Regions from separate parts of the Sus scrofa genome. Here region 2 is linked to region 1. A link is a contact called in public HiChIP or PLAC-seq data. All regions are on one chromosome and are shown on one strand. Each heading gives the region's core, a stretch centred on a gene start, on an enhancer-like site or on the middle of the called end of the contact. The rest is flanking DNA. Distances are from core to core; before and after follow the strand shown.

The links. HiChIP or PLAC-seq counts read pairs in DNA pulled down with a chosen protein or histone mark.
Region 2: an H3K27ac HiChIP or PLAC-seq map of alveolar macrophages shows a contact between it and region 1. The contact joins two enhancer-like sites. A contact is called at or near these places in 1 of 47 Hi-C or Micro-C datasets (skeletal muscle) and 1 of 2 datasets of contacts at active chromatin or transcription factors (alveolar macrophages).

The regions. Positions count from the first base shown.
Region 1 is chr2:144,552,350-144,559,013 of Sscrofa11.1, reverse strand. All of the region lies in intron 11 of ARHGAP26 (rho GTPase-activating protein 26), which reads right to left. Among named protein-coding and RNA genes, the nearest start is that of ARHGAP26, 250 kb to the right of the region's middle. Within about 2 kb of position 2,508, at least 28 of the 83 cell types and tissues checked have an H3K27ac peak or open chromatin away from gene starts, as enhancers often do. A contact at or near this core is called in alveolar macrophages, where this site is marked.
Region 2 is chr2:145,017,186-145,024,287 of Sscrofa11.1, reverse strand. No RefSeq gene overlaps it. Among named protein-coding and RNA genes, the nearest start is that of NR3C1, 91 kb to the right of the region's middle. Within about 2 kb of position 4,542, at least 3 of the 83 cell types and tissues checked have an H3K27ac peak or open chromatin away from gene starts, as enhancers often do. A contact at or near this core is called in alveolar macrophages, where this site is marked.

The sequences.
Region 1 (6,664 bases), core at 1,259-3,758:
TGCTTGGGCTGGGGAGGCTGAGCCCAATTCCATCTTCAGGTTTGCCTGGGGGATCCCGACTTTGCATCCTAGGGTGCATGTGATTCGCCCCAGGCCAAAGGCAGTCAACGAGACTGGCTTTTAACACTTTCTATCACAACTAGGGGATGAGGCCTTTCCGTCTTGCTAGGACAGTAGGATACAGGCCTAGAGGTTCCGTGGCTGACTCTGCCATCGCAAAGGCAGAGCCTGAAAACAGGCCAAGGTGGAGCCCAGATATGCAGGGAGAGGGGCTTCTGATGGCATGTTGAAGCCTTTAACCTAAATGCGTCTGTGTCACCCCCGCTCTTCCCATGAATGAACCAACAATATCCATCCCTGTAAAGGATTGTGTTCCTATTGCTTGCAGCCAAGAGTTGTGGCAAATACAAAAAAAAAAAAAAGTTCATGAGAGAAAAGCCTAGTTAAGCTTCATAGGGCCCTCTAGAGCGAAGAACAAAGAAAAAGAAGCGGCAAAGCAGAGGCTGGAAGAAAGCGCATTCACGTCACCCCTGAGTGTGCCCTTCCTTCTACCCCACATACCCACCCGGGGCCAAGATCCACCTGCTCTAGCACTGCCGTGGATCTGGAACCTGCCCCTCTCACCCATGTCCCTTCCTACTGCCCAAGGTCAGGGTCTGCCCTCTCATTTGACCTTGACACTGGCCTTCTCCCCGCTCTTGCTGGATCCTGTCTCTGCTCTCACCCATCAGACATTTTGCTCCTGCCCGATGCATGTGTCCCCAAACCCCAGCTCCGGCTGGAGAAGAGAAGCCTTCAGGACACCGCAATGTCGGTCTTCAAAGACTCAAAGGGCTGCCACGTGGACGTGGACGAAGGGGGAGACCTGCTAGTCTGCAGGAGATCAAAGCCAGGGTGGAGTCCCAGGAAGGCAGAGTTGAGCTGGATAAAAAGAACCGCCAGCTAAGAGCTCCCCAGAGGCCGCTAAGGCAGAGACTGTCCTTCCCGCACACAGAACAAAGTCCTGTTTCGTCCAGAAAAGGGCCCAGGGCATCCGGGGGTGACACATTCAGCTTCATTTGAGGCTTCATTGTTGGGAGCCTGTCCTCTCACCTGTACCAGAGCTGGACAGATTCCAAACAAAGGGAAAGGGGCTTGGCTGAGGCAAGGGTGCCAGACGGAGGGTGCTGCGGGCCCTGGGCGCCTGGGGTATGGCCTTTGCCACTGGGCGCCTTCAGTAGGTTCCGGCACATTCCTGTTTGCTTAGGGGAGAGCAGTGCTCAGGGATAGTACTTGGTGGGAGTCCCAGGAGGTTTCAAAAGCGCTTCAGCATGTCTGAAAGCTCTCCAAGATGTCATTTCCTCTCCTTACCCCCCCGTCCCCGAGTTCCCACCTTACTTAATGGCTGCAACCTCCCTCAGACCCCCTCTCTGCTCTGCAGCCTACTTTATAGAATTTAATACTTCAGGATAGAGCTTTTCATTCTCCATGATCTCTAATTTCCACGTCAATCCCCGACGGCCGGTTCCGCGTCTCGCTTCCGCGGGGCTCCACCGGCCTCTTACACCTGCTGGGTACACACTCAGTCTGAGGAGGCGCTCCTGACTGAGGGACAGGGGGCTTCAGACCCAGGATGCCCTGCTTCTGTCCGAGCGTTCCTCCGTGGGTCAGAATCGGGTCATAATGACCCCGACGAGCAGCTCATTCTTACAGCGACACTTCCCACTTGGAGTGTTGCTGGCACTCACTGCCCTGCCGTGAGCCATCTCGAATGAAGCGGAAAGAATATTCGGGAAAAGGTGAAACAGCTCCTCCTGGAGCGTGGACAGGGTCGGTTCCCCAGACACCCAGCAAGCAGGTAGGCTGATTACTTGAACGTGTCCCCAGGCCTGGTGAATTAAGCCCAAGCACGGCGATGGCACAGTTAAAACCACTCTCTGTTGTGGCTACTCCCTGCCCCCACAGGACTTTGATTTGCCTGTTACCTAAACACTGTTGCCATAGTTATAATTCAGGAAGCTTTGTTGTTTGACTTCAAGAAAAAAAAAGTTGACCTCAAATCAGGGTAACACTGACTCTCAAGGCCACAATAGACCATCCGAGGGTGAGACCTGCCAAATTCCTTTAAGCTTCTAGAAGGAACTACTGTATTTTGGGTAACATGCAAGCAACAAGAAGAGGAAACTCTGCCACATTATGCAACTTCCTTGCATTTCATATTCAGAAATTCTGAAAACCCCTAGAAGCAACTTCCCTAGCTTTCAACCCGAGATCAGAGTCACAGCCAAGGTCAACAGAAACGGGACGCCAAAGAGGGGAATTAAAAAAAAAAAAATCTAAGTAATGTTCAAGTCCATCAAGTGTTTCAGGAAAATTTAAAGGCAATGGAAAGGACCACAAGCTCTCCCGATGTCACACGCACAGCAGTGACACAGAGGGCGTGTGCGCCGACGTGCCTGTAAGATGTGCCAGCTCATAATGCGAGGACTCTCCTGGCTGTAACACTTCCCGGCTTCAAGCTGATGTAACGTTCAAAAGGGTGTGAACCCACTAGCCCATCCGCGCAGGGTTTCCTTGGGGGAGCGGAGAGACTCCCTCCCCAGCGCTCAGACAGAAAAACGGCCATCTTCAACAGAGGAGGTCTTTCTGGGCTCCCACCCCTGCCCCCTCCACCCTCTTCCCCCCGCCCCCCCCACCTCCATGTCTTTGGAAAAAGTGACACAGCTCCATCAGCAGAAGAAGGAGCCTTGTTCTTCTGTGCTTTGGAAAACTGCAAATGAGCAATTCTTGGGTCCACTGTACGTGATGCTGAGGTAGAAGCACGTGAGGTCCTGCTGCCAGAGCAGGGCCCTGCCCGAGGGGAAGGGCAGCCAGAGAGTGAGTCACTGCACAAAAACCACCCCCTCAACGTCCAGCGCCTCCGTCCCATCCTCCGGAAGACTTCAGTGGCATTTACGCTGCTCTCATCAAGGCCCACAATGCCCCTTTGGGAGGCAAGAGGCAAGTTTATCCGACACAGGCACAGGTGACTTTTTCCTGTCTCACACGACGACGAGGTCAGAGTATGCATTTCTAGATGGACGTCTCAAAGCGGGACTCCCTGGAATGCTCGCTCTATCCTAAATCTAGGAATGAGCCTGATGCCGACCCATGCACAGGCAGCAAGGGGCCAGGGAAATATTCACTCTTGGATGTCCTCACCCCAAGCTGTTGCAACGGGATCCCCTGCTCTCTGACACAAGGGAACTCTGTATTTCCCGACAGTCTCCAAGGAACAGAAGGGGGTCTGCCAAGCAGGAGGGCAGATGCCAGCACTCTTTCGTTCGACAGAGCTTCGAAGTTCTCAGGTGGAGCCCCTCCTCGTCTCCACGCAGCGTGAAAGCCAGGAGGTTTATCAAGGCCCCACAGGATTTCCTGCACAGTGATGGGGGTCGAGGGTAAGCCTGGGGCCTTGGAAAAGGAACATTTGGTCTTTGGCTCCCCGGGGATCATGCATTCGTCTTCAGGAAGCTATACCCCGCCTCCCTCTCAGGGTCCTCACCGCTCCATCACAGGCAGTGCGTGGTCCACTTCCAACTCCTGGGGAGACGGGCAGACCGACTGGGGACTGGGATCAGGCCAGCCACAACGACAGTGACACCCTCTCCACCCAGCATTCACGTTGAAAAAACTGCCTCTTTCCTTTTTTCCCTCCTTCCCTCCTTCCTTTTTTCTTCTTAAGGCCACACCTGTAGCATAGGCAAGTCCCAGCACCAGGGGTCGAGGTGCAGCCGCAGGCCTACCCCACAGTCACATCTGCACCAGATCTGAGTCGCCTCTGCGACCTATGCCACAGCTGTGGCAACGCCAGATCCTTAACCCACGGAGCGAGGTCAGGAATCAAAGGCACATCCTCATGGACACTCTGTCAGGTTCTTAACCTGCCGAGCCACACTGGGAACTCCTGAAAAATATTCCAACATACAGGAGAAGAGAAAGAACTGACAGGGAGCGCCCTTAAATCCATCACCTCCATGCTGCAGGTGTGAACAGACTGTTCCGTTTGCCTTATAGCTCACATCTCTAGGCATCTGCCTATCACCCGCCAGTGCATCTCAGTTTGTGATAAATTCTCAAGTGAGACGCACAGTGACGTCAGGACCTCTCATCTAGAGATTTCAGTATGTGTATCATTTGCTATGGTTCAGTATTTCTTGATCAGTCTTTTCAAGGTGAGATTACCTACAAGAAAGCACAATTCTTACGTGAGGGGTGACAGGTCCACACAAGCATGTGCCCTGAACCCCCATCGAGGCAGAGACTTTTCCGTCACTTTGGACAGTTCTCTCCCAGCCTCTTTGCATCTCACCCCCAAACGCACACACGCACCCTCCACTGCATACACACTGCTGCATCCTGGTTTGTTCCCATTGGTCTCGCCTGTTCTAGAATATCCTACAAATGGCTTCGTTCTGAGCACACTCCCCATGGCTGCCCTGTCTCACTCAGCATAAAATTTTCAAGAGTCATCAGGTTACAGCCTGAATCCTTTCAGTCCTCTTTTTTTGGGGGTGGGGGGGTTTAGGGCCGCACTCGCAGCATATGGAAGTTCCCAGGCCAGAGATCAAATCAGAGCTACAGCTGCCACCTACACCACACCCAGCTCATGGCAACACCGGATCCTGAACTCACTGAGCAAGGCCAGGGATCGAATCTGCATCCTCATGGATACTAGTCAGATGCGTTTCCGCTGAGCCGCATGGGAACTCCCAACTTTGGTCCTTTTTATGGCTGAGTAATATTATTGCATTATTTGACTCTATCACTGTGTATCGATTCCCCTGGTCACAGACACCCAGGCTGCTCCCCCTTTCACTATCATAAAGAAAGCTGCTCTGAAGGTTTGTGCGTACAACTTTTTGGGGACATGTGTTTTCATCTCTCTTGTGTAAATATCTAGGACTAGAATTGCTGGATTATGGGACAGGCTGTTTTGAAAAATTTGTAATGAAATGAGAAACGGCCATGCTCTTTTCCCAAATGTTCATTTTACTCTCCCACCAAGAAGGTATGAGAGTTCTCAGTGCCCCACGCACTGGGCAACCCCTGCTGCTGTAGGTCTTCATCTGAGCCCCTCTGGGTACCCCGACGTCTCTCCCTACGGTTCTCAGCTGCATTTCCCTGATGACTAATGATGCTGGGCACTTTTTCTTGTGCCTACTGGACAACCTTAGTCTTCCTTCGCCAAGTGTCTCTTTGAGTCTTTTGCCCATTTTTTCCTTGAGTTATTCTTTTTATTACTGAGTTTTATGAGCTCTCCCTACATTCCGGACCTAAGTCCTTCATCAGAAGGATGTTTTGCAAATCTCCTCTCCCCTCTGTGGCAGGCTAATGGACTTTCTCAGCAGTGTCTTGATAAGCACACGGTTTTAATTTTAATGAAATCAACTTTCTCTTTCTTTTTTGGCAGAGCCATTGCTTTCTGTATCCTATTAAGAAACCAATGCTCCTTCCAGGTTGCTACAATCTGGCCCTGTACTTTCTTCTGGAAGCTTTATAGTTTTCGCTTTTATGGTTAAGTTTATGAGCCATCTTGAGTTAATGCCGCTAGTTCCCCTCATTTGTGCACATAATTTATAGGTGCTGCTGAGTCACAGCCCAGATTTGGAGCTCACTGGTTTAGGAACAAGTAGCCCTAACCCGCCTTGCTCCCCTTCTCCCCTGCACCAAACAAGCTGTCACATGGAATCAATCCACACCACCTTCGGAGATTTTCACACTGTTAACAAAATTCCCCCGACCCACTCAGCTCCCAGGACAAGGGGTAAGTGTGCTGAACTTTGTAAAGACCTGTGCGTCTATATGCTCAACACTCATTTTTAGGGGCCATGGCTAACCACATGGTTACCTATAAGCTATAACCTGAATAGGCAGGTGGCCCAGGAGCCAAGGGGTAGACTGGTCTCAACCTGCCACTGACTTCTTATGTGACCCTGACTAAGCCTCTCTCTCTGATCCTAATTTTCTGATCTATCCACAGAGGTGCTGGAAAATAGATCTGCTTCAAAATTTCAGACTCCCTTCCTGCCTAAGCCTTTTAGCATCCCACCCTCACAAATGAAGTCCTTTGGGCCCGAAGGACTCATGTCAAGACTCCATTCCCTTTAAGAGTTTCCTACTACCATGGAAGGGTAGCATCTCATATCTTACCAGCAACCTGCTCAGTTGCGACTTGCTGACCAGTAAGAATGAGGTCCTAGAAAGTTCGAGGACCAGGGAGTAAGGACTGAAGAGGAAAAGGAGACAGAGCGGGGAAGCTGCTGAGCAAAGACCAGATGGGCTCACGGAACAATACGGTTTAAAGCTGACGGGCCCATCGTGGCGCAGTGGAAACGCATCTGACCAGGAACTATGAGGTTGAGGGTTCGATCCCGGGCCTCGTTCAGTGAGTTAAGGATCTGGCATTGCCGTGAGCTGTGATGTAGATTGCATACGTGGCTTGGATCTAGTGTGGCTGTGAATGTGGCATGGGCCAGCAGCTGTAGCTCCAATTCGACCTCTAGCCTGAGAATCTCCGTACGCTGCAAGTGCGGCCCTAAAAAGCAAAAAAAAATTCGAAAAACAAAGTAAAATAAAATAAAGCTGATGGGGAAGAACAGGATTGTGACTAGTGTTCGCATCAAAAGCACAAAGTGCCCAACCCAAG
Region 2 (7,102 bases), core at 3,293-5,792, 460 kb before region 1:
GCATTGAATCTGTAGATCACCTTGGGTAGTATAGTCATTTTGATAATATTAACTCTTCCAATCCACGAGCATGGTGTATCTTTCCATCTATTTGTGTCATCTTTGATTTCTTTCATCAGTGGCTTGTAGTTTTCAGAGTACAGGTCTTTTGTTTCTTTAGTTAGGTTTACTCCTAGGTATTTTATTCTTTTGGATGCAATGGTAAACGGGATTGCTTCCCTAATTTCCTTTTCTGCTTTTTCATTGTTAGTATATAGAAACACTGTCGGTTTCTGTGTATTGATTTTGTATCCTGCAACTTTGCCAAATTCGTGGATAAGCTCTAACAGTTTTCTGGTAGAGTCTTTAGGATTCTCTAGGTATAGTATCATGTCATATGCAAATAGCAATAGTTTTCCTTCTTCCTTTCCAATTTAGATTCCTTTTATTTCTTTTACTTCTCTGATTGCTATGGCTAGGACTTCCAGAACTATGTTGAAGAGTAGTGGCGAGCGTGGACATCCTTGTCTTGTTCCTGATCTCAGTGGAAATTCTTTCAGCTTTTCACCATTGAGAATGATGTTTGCTGTGGGTTTGTCGTATATGGCCTTTATCATGTTGAAGTAGGTTCCCATTATGCCCACTTTCTGAAGGGTTTTTATCAGAAATGGGTGTTGGATTTTGTCAAAGGCTTTTTCCGCATCTATTGAGAGGATCATATTGTTTTTATTCTTCAGTTTGTTAATGTGATGTATCACACTGATGGATTTGCAGATATTGAAGAACCCTTGCATCCCTGGGATAAATCCCACTTGATCAGGATGTACAATCCTTTTAATGTATTGTTGGATGTGGTTTGCTAGTATTTTGTTGAGGATTTTTGCATCGATGTTCATCAGTGATATTGGCCTTATATGGCTATATTTTTTATTCTTCTTTATGACTTACTATGTTTTCCAAATGTCTCTCCAGTAAACCAGTGGCAGTCACTGGGTGAGCAAGGAAACAGCTTCCACTGCCTTCCTTGAGATCCTGGCTGGAGATTTGGTTTGCCCCTCCTGGTCCACCCATCCCCAAACACCCTTGTTCAGTGTCAGCTCTGCCCTAGGTGATCTGAATGAGAAAACTGAGGCAATACTCATGCATTTTTCTCTCAGAACAACTATTCTGCTTCTTAAAATTTAAGACTGAGGTCAGGACTCAGTCTGTCAACCCTTCCATCAACAGGTCATCATTGGGTGGCTCCCTCAGTACCAGGGGCTAGGATTCCAATAAGAAGAGAGAAATGGGTCACCACCCACAAGAAACCATGCCACTGTGGTGCCCTTAGCCTCAACTTTGGACATTTTATCACCCATCCCACCTGCCAAGGAAGCCAATAATTTCATGGGACTAATGTTTTAATAAGTTTATGTTGCCACTTGGATATGGAGGGTAAGGCTGGATTTAAGGATTGGCCAAAAGTAGAAAACAGTTATACATCAGATAATGGTCCCCAAATCTAAGTTCACACCCATGGCATAGCACTGGGACACTCCACGTAGCGTCTATCCTAAAATAACATCAGTGACATAGAAATTATTCAGAAATGTTTCTTGACGTATTTGTCAGGAACCTTCCAAAAGGGGAGGAAACTGAAGCCATAAAGGAGATTCACATAACTAAAAAGTCCACGGTAGTACTGAGTCTCATTGGCCTGGCCTGGGTCACATGTTCTTCACTGACCATTCACTTTGCTAGGACGATAGAACATCTTCATTAGCTAGATCCGGGTCAGGTACCAATCTCTGGAGCTGGGGGAATGGTCAGTCTCCCTTGGAAGCTCAGATTGCATCTGGGATGGGAATGATTCCCAGAAAAAGAAATCGAAATATCGTTACCACCAGATAAAGGCATGGATGCCCATCAGGCAAAAACAGCAGATGTCCAGAAAACCAAGAGAAGCACTTCGGACCTTCTCAGGGCATTTGCTTCCAGCTGAGCTTGTGGAGGCCATGTGGTATAGTAGGTGGAACCCTGAGTTCAGAAGAAAGAGACCAGGGTTCTAGAATCACTAGTCCTCCTGCCTCCAGTCTATCTCCAGATCCATTCCACAGCATTCTCATGGTGATCTGGCTAAAATGGAAATCTAATCATGCCTCAGCTTGGAATTCTTCATTGCCTCCGACCTCTCCTATCTCCAGTTCCAACCCCATTGCCTGCAAGATCAAGTCCAAAGCACCTCAGTGGCGTGTAAGACCCTCTGCCTGCTTTTCAACCTCAATTTCCTTGGCCTCACACTGTCTTCCAAGCACCCTGAGTTCCCTGTAGTTCACACTCACACGCACACACACCACACTGAGTCTATTCATGACTTTGCTAGTGGCTTCCCTGCAGTGCCCTTCACCTTTCTTCACCCAACTCTTACCTTGTTTATTCCACCTCATCCTGGATAACTTGACCTAGACATCATCTCTAAGAAGCCCTCCCCTCTGTCCTTCCATAAGCATGATCATACCCTGAACACACCTCTGTCTTTGCACTTAGAGTATTCTTATCACCCTTTTGTGACACTATTCCAGCAGAAAAACCATGGTAGAAATCTTGTCTAATTTGTACATGCCACCCCAGGTCCTGGCCTGCTCCCTGGCCCCAGGTAGATGTTTATTAAACGTTTATCAAACTGAACATTTCAGAACTCCATTCCCCCTTATTGAAGATGAGAACATTGGAAAGTATGAGCTATGAGATTCCTTCCAGGTCTTGAAGGTCATGGATCAGTCTAGCTCTTATCACTAGAGAGCAAAATCAGGAGAGAATGAGCCAGAAAGAAGATAAATTTTGATTTGGGGGCAGACATTCAGAATAAGCCTTAACCAAGAGACAATACCTCTGCCCAAACCAGACAGCCCATGAATTCTGATACCTAAGAGGGACTAAGGTTATCATATGTCCAAGACAAATTGATGAGAAATAGAGCTGTTTTATCTCCAGATGTAAGCTCCCCACACAGAGCATGTGGGCAAAGCATCTAGCCTGCCCTGGTCACAGAGGAGGCACTCAACAATTTGGTTGAATGAAATGCCAAGACCTAATTTTTTTCTCTTTGTCCATCCAGAGGATGGACTGGCAGGTACCTGGTAGAGGGAGAGTCAAGGGGACTTCTGCCTTATCATACAAACAGCCATAGACCATCCTGACAGATGCCTACCGGGCCCACAGGGCGGCCCCCAAAACTTCTGAAAAAGCTTCTGCCAACCAGGAGGGAAGGGCAAACTCTCAAAGAATAAAAACTAAAGTCCCATCAAATACCAAAAGCTTAAGAGCAATAAGATAGTCCCACCAGATCGTGAACCACTTGAGTATTTGCAGGGAACTCTCATCTAAGTGTTATAACTCACTTCTTCACATTCCTTTGTTACTCTTTTGATGTCTCATAGAGATTGAATTAGAGGTACATTGAATTTATGGTTCATGGAAAACCTATTCTGGCAGTGGGACCAAAAAAGTCACTATAACATCATTGCTAGGCAAAATGATTTGCCCAAGAACTTCCCTATTTTTCAAGAAGTGTATGTCAGTTACTTTAAGAAAGAAGCATAAAAATTAAATTTTTATGAAAAATCACATATTCTAGGATGAAATGTAATCTAAGCTTTAAGGATACATTTGCATCAAAATAAAATTAATGCTGTTTGATTGATCTGGCACTCATTTTCTAACACTCCAGGGAGAGTTTATCTTGAGAGTCATTACCTCATCACTTGTATTGCTGGCTTGTGTTTTTATAATCCCTGTGAATTTGTGCCAGGAGATGGGTTTTGTCACAGGACTTGGGTTTTTGGTCATATAAATGTCCTTTGCCTCTTTTAATTTATTCATTTAATTTCTGCTTGGGTGACCATCGTCTGTCTTTTCCCCTCTTCTAACTCAGACTTCCCGACACTTTTATATAGAAAATTAAAGTCATATTCTTTGTAAACCTGAATCGATTTTGGCCAGGTCTTGTTTCAGAAATAATAGCAAAGAGAAATAGTAGACTCCAGGACCTTGAATTTCACAGATTCCTTCTTTGCAATCTGGCTTGAAGCCATCACATGAAGTCAGAGCTTTTCTCTCTCTCTCCACCCCACCCCCTTCTCTCTCTCTCTCTCCTCTTCATCGCCCACATTTAAAGAGTAATCACTTGACTTGTGTCACTGCTTTGTATGACTTTGTTGTTGCTGCCGAAAATAAATCAGTTCAAGGGCTGGTAATTAAATCCTCTGCTTACATTTTTTCTCTTTAAAAATCAGAACTCAGAACCAGAGCTGTTTTCCCCCTAGTTCTGGGAGGCAATGAAGGGTCAAAAGATCCTAGACCCCTGGACTCTTGATGTTGAAGGGAACCCTCCAGATTGCAGAGTCCAACAAAATGAGACAGGTGGGAGGGGCAGCTGGCTGTCATTCAACCCCAATCTTCACAAGATAATTTTATTTGACCTCATATATCCAAATATTTGCCCTTGTTCCTTCTTTTGCTTCCTTAGTATATCTCTCTCTCTTGTTTTTCTTCTTCTGCAGTATTGAGCAAAGTAACTGTTGCTTGGTAGATTGACTAGGATAAAAACAAACACTTATGAAAGAGGAAGCCAATACCCACTTCTACGCCTACCCTCAAAAGAAAAAAATTTCTTCTTAACAATTCATTTATTTGTTCCCATAGATGAGTTTAGCTGATGATGGCTAGGTTTCCACTTTATGATATGTAGACACAGACTTAAAATTCAGTGCATAGTTCTCCAATAATGTTTCCTTCCCAATGTCCTATGGCCTCATGATATGGGGCCACAAGAGGTCTGTCTCAGGATAAGGATTTGGGAGAACAAAGTTTCAGATGCAGCATTATCTCTTCCCAGCTTTTGACCTCTTGAAATCTGGGCCTCTCAGTGTCCAATCATGTGAGCTCGACCTGAGCGTCCCTTCCAGTTCTAACATGCTAGCGTCTGATCTTTTCTGAATATCTTCTCTCAACACCCGTATTCTGTTTGCAGTTTTCTTATGATACCCAACTTGAAATTATTCTTGAAAGAAAGCAAAGCCAGAGTTCCCGTCATGGATCAGCAGAGACGAATCTGATTATTATCCATGAATATACAGATCCCATCCCTGGCCTCACTTAGTGGGTTAATGACCTGGCATTTCCGTGAGCTGTGGTGTAGGTTGTAAACACAGCTCAGATCCCATGTTGCTGTGGCTGTGGTGTAGGCTGGCAGCTTCCACTCTGATTCAACCCATAACCTGGGACCCTCCATATACCACAGGTGCAGCCCTAAAAAGACCCCCCAAAATAAATTAAAAACTAAAATAAAAGAGAACGTTTTTTACTTTGGCCACACACTTTTCCTCTCTAACATCCATGGGAAATATGTGAGAATATTGATAGGCTATGGCAACTGCCTATTTAAAGACATTCCCACTTCTTAGAGGGCGGTTCCCGCTGCCCTCAGACAAGCTCTGTAGGAGCCAGCGTGAGAGTGGCCTTGCTCTAGTCTCACCCCAACTGGGACCCCTCCCCAGCACAGGAGGGGCGTGGCAGCCAAAGGAAGAGGATCTTTTGGAGCTCATTCCCTCAGCTTCCCCTATGGGACCCGAGGAAAAACTGAGACCCAAGCTGCCCAATAGAGGAGCTCCTGTTTCCATGTGGTTTTTGAACCCTTGAGATGCATGAATTAAGATGTGTTATCAACAGAAAAATGCATGCTAGAGTTCCAAGTCTTAGTATGAAAATATACACATAAGATAGCTCATGAATAATTTCTCCTTTTGAGTTCCTCCTGAAATGACAGTTTTTGGACACATTGGGTTAAATAAAATATATGATTGACATTAATTTCCCCTGTCTCTTTGAAAGGAGGTGTCCTCACATAGATACTAGAAACTGTTAATACATGGCTCACATTCAGACAAAAGAGATGGGGAGGTTTCTGCTGCTCCTGATTGGCAGTGGCTGCCTGGCTGGCTCCATCAGGTGTATCTGACTCACCAAGACAGGGGCTCATGTTCACGTAGAGAAATCTACCATGAGAGAAGGGCTCACGGGAAGGTGAGATGCCCAGTCTGGGTGCGACTCTGAGGAGCACATTTCTTCACGCTGGGCAGAAAGGAGAGGCCCACCCCCAAAAGGAGCAAATGGTTCTCTGAGCCACGTTATGTAATTTCTGATGTTTTTTATATTTCTTTGTAAAAAGTTCAACAAATTCGCACTGATTTCAGCACCAGGAATGCTGCCAGCTCAGCAGTCCCATGCTGAATTTTCTCTCTGACCGGCAGTACTACTAAGTTCCTGGACTGTGTGAGTTTTCCTGCCTGCGATAGCACTTCTGACCTTCTTGGAAAGGTTACACTCAAAAACATACTGTAACTACAGCAGTGAGATTGCAGTGTGATATGGAAGAAAGTTTGTACAAGTGGAAACCAAACAGAACCCAAACAGCCTGACGCTCTTGCAAAGAGGGGGAAAAAATCAACTGACTTTCACAAACGTCCTGCTCTCTAAGAGGTCCTTTCAACAACTTGTGAAAGTCTTCAAGAGACATATGCTCCAGGACCCTCTTTACTGCCTGCCTCTTTCTCCTGATGGGTTCCTCGCTCCTACCCTCCCTACTGATCTCCCAGGCACAGTGTTTGCTGAGCCTTGCTAAGCTGCTCCCTCTTTCTCAAGTGTTCCCCTCCTTCCACCTTGAAAAACACTTACAGTTTCAGCCTGGTTTTCCCTCTGAGGCCTCCCTGGACGTCACATCAGGCCACTATACAGGCTTCAGTTCCCACCCACTTAACACCTGAATTTCACGCTTTGCTTGTGTGTTTTCCTCCCTTTCCAGTTTGTAAGATGCTTCAAGCTATGGACCAAATACTATTTTTGTTTCTGTCGGCAGTGTCTGGCCCATCATAGGCAGGTTAAAAAGTGCTTGGGGAAAGAATAAATGAGTGAGTGAATGAATAAATGAATACTGAGTTCTATCACTTCGATATAAAAGACTGGAGTTATTTTAATAACCTAACTGAAATGTTAGCAATTTACCCAATGCTGCAATAGGCTGTCGTCACTTTTGAACTTTGAAGTGCTTTAATTCCAAAAGACACAGACCGATGATCTCTTTCTC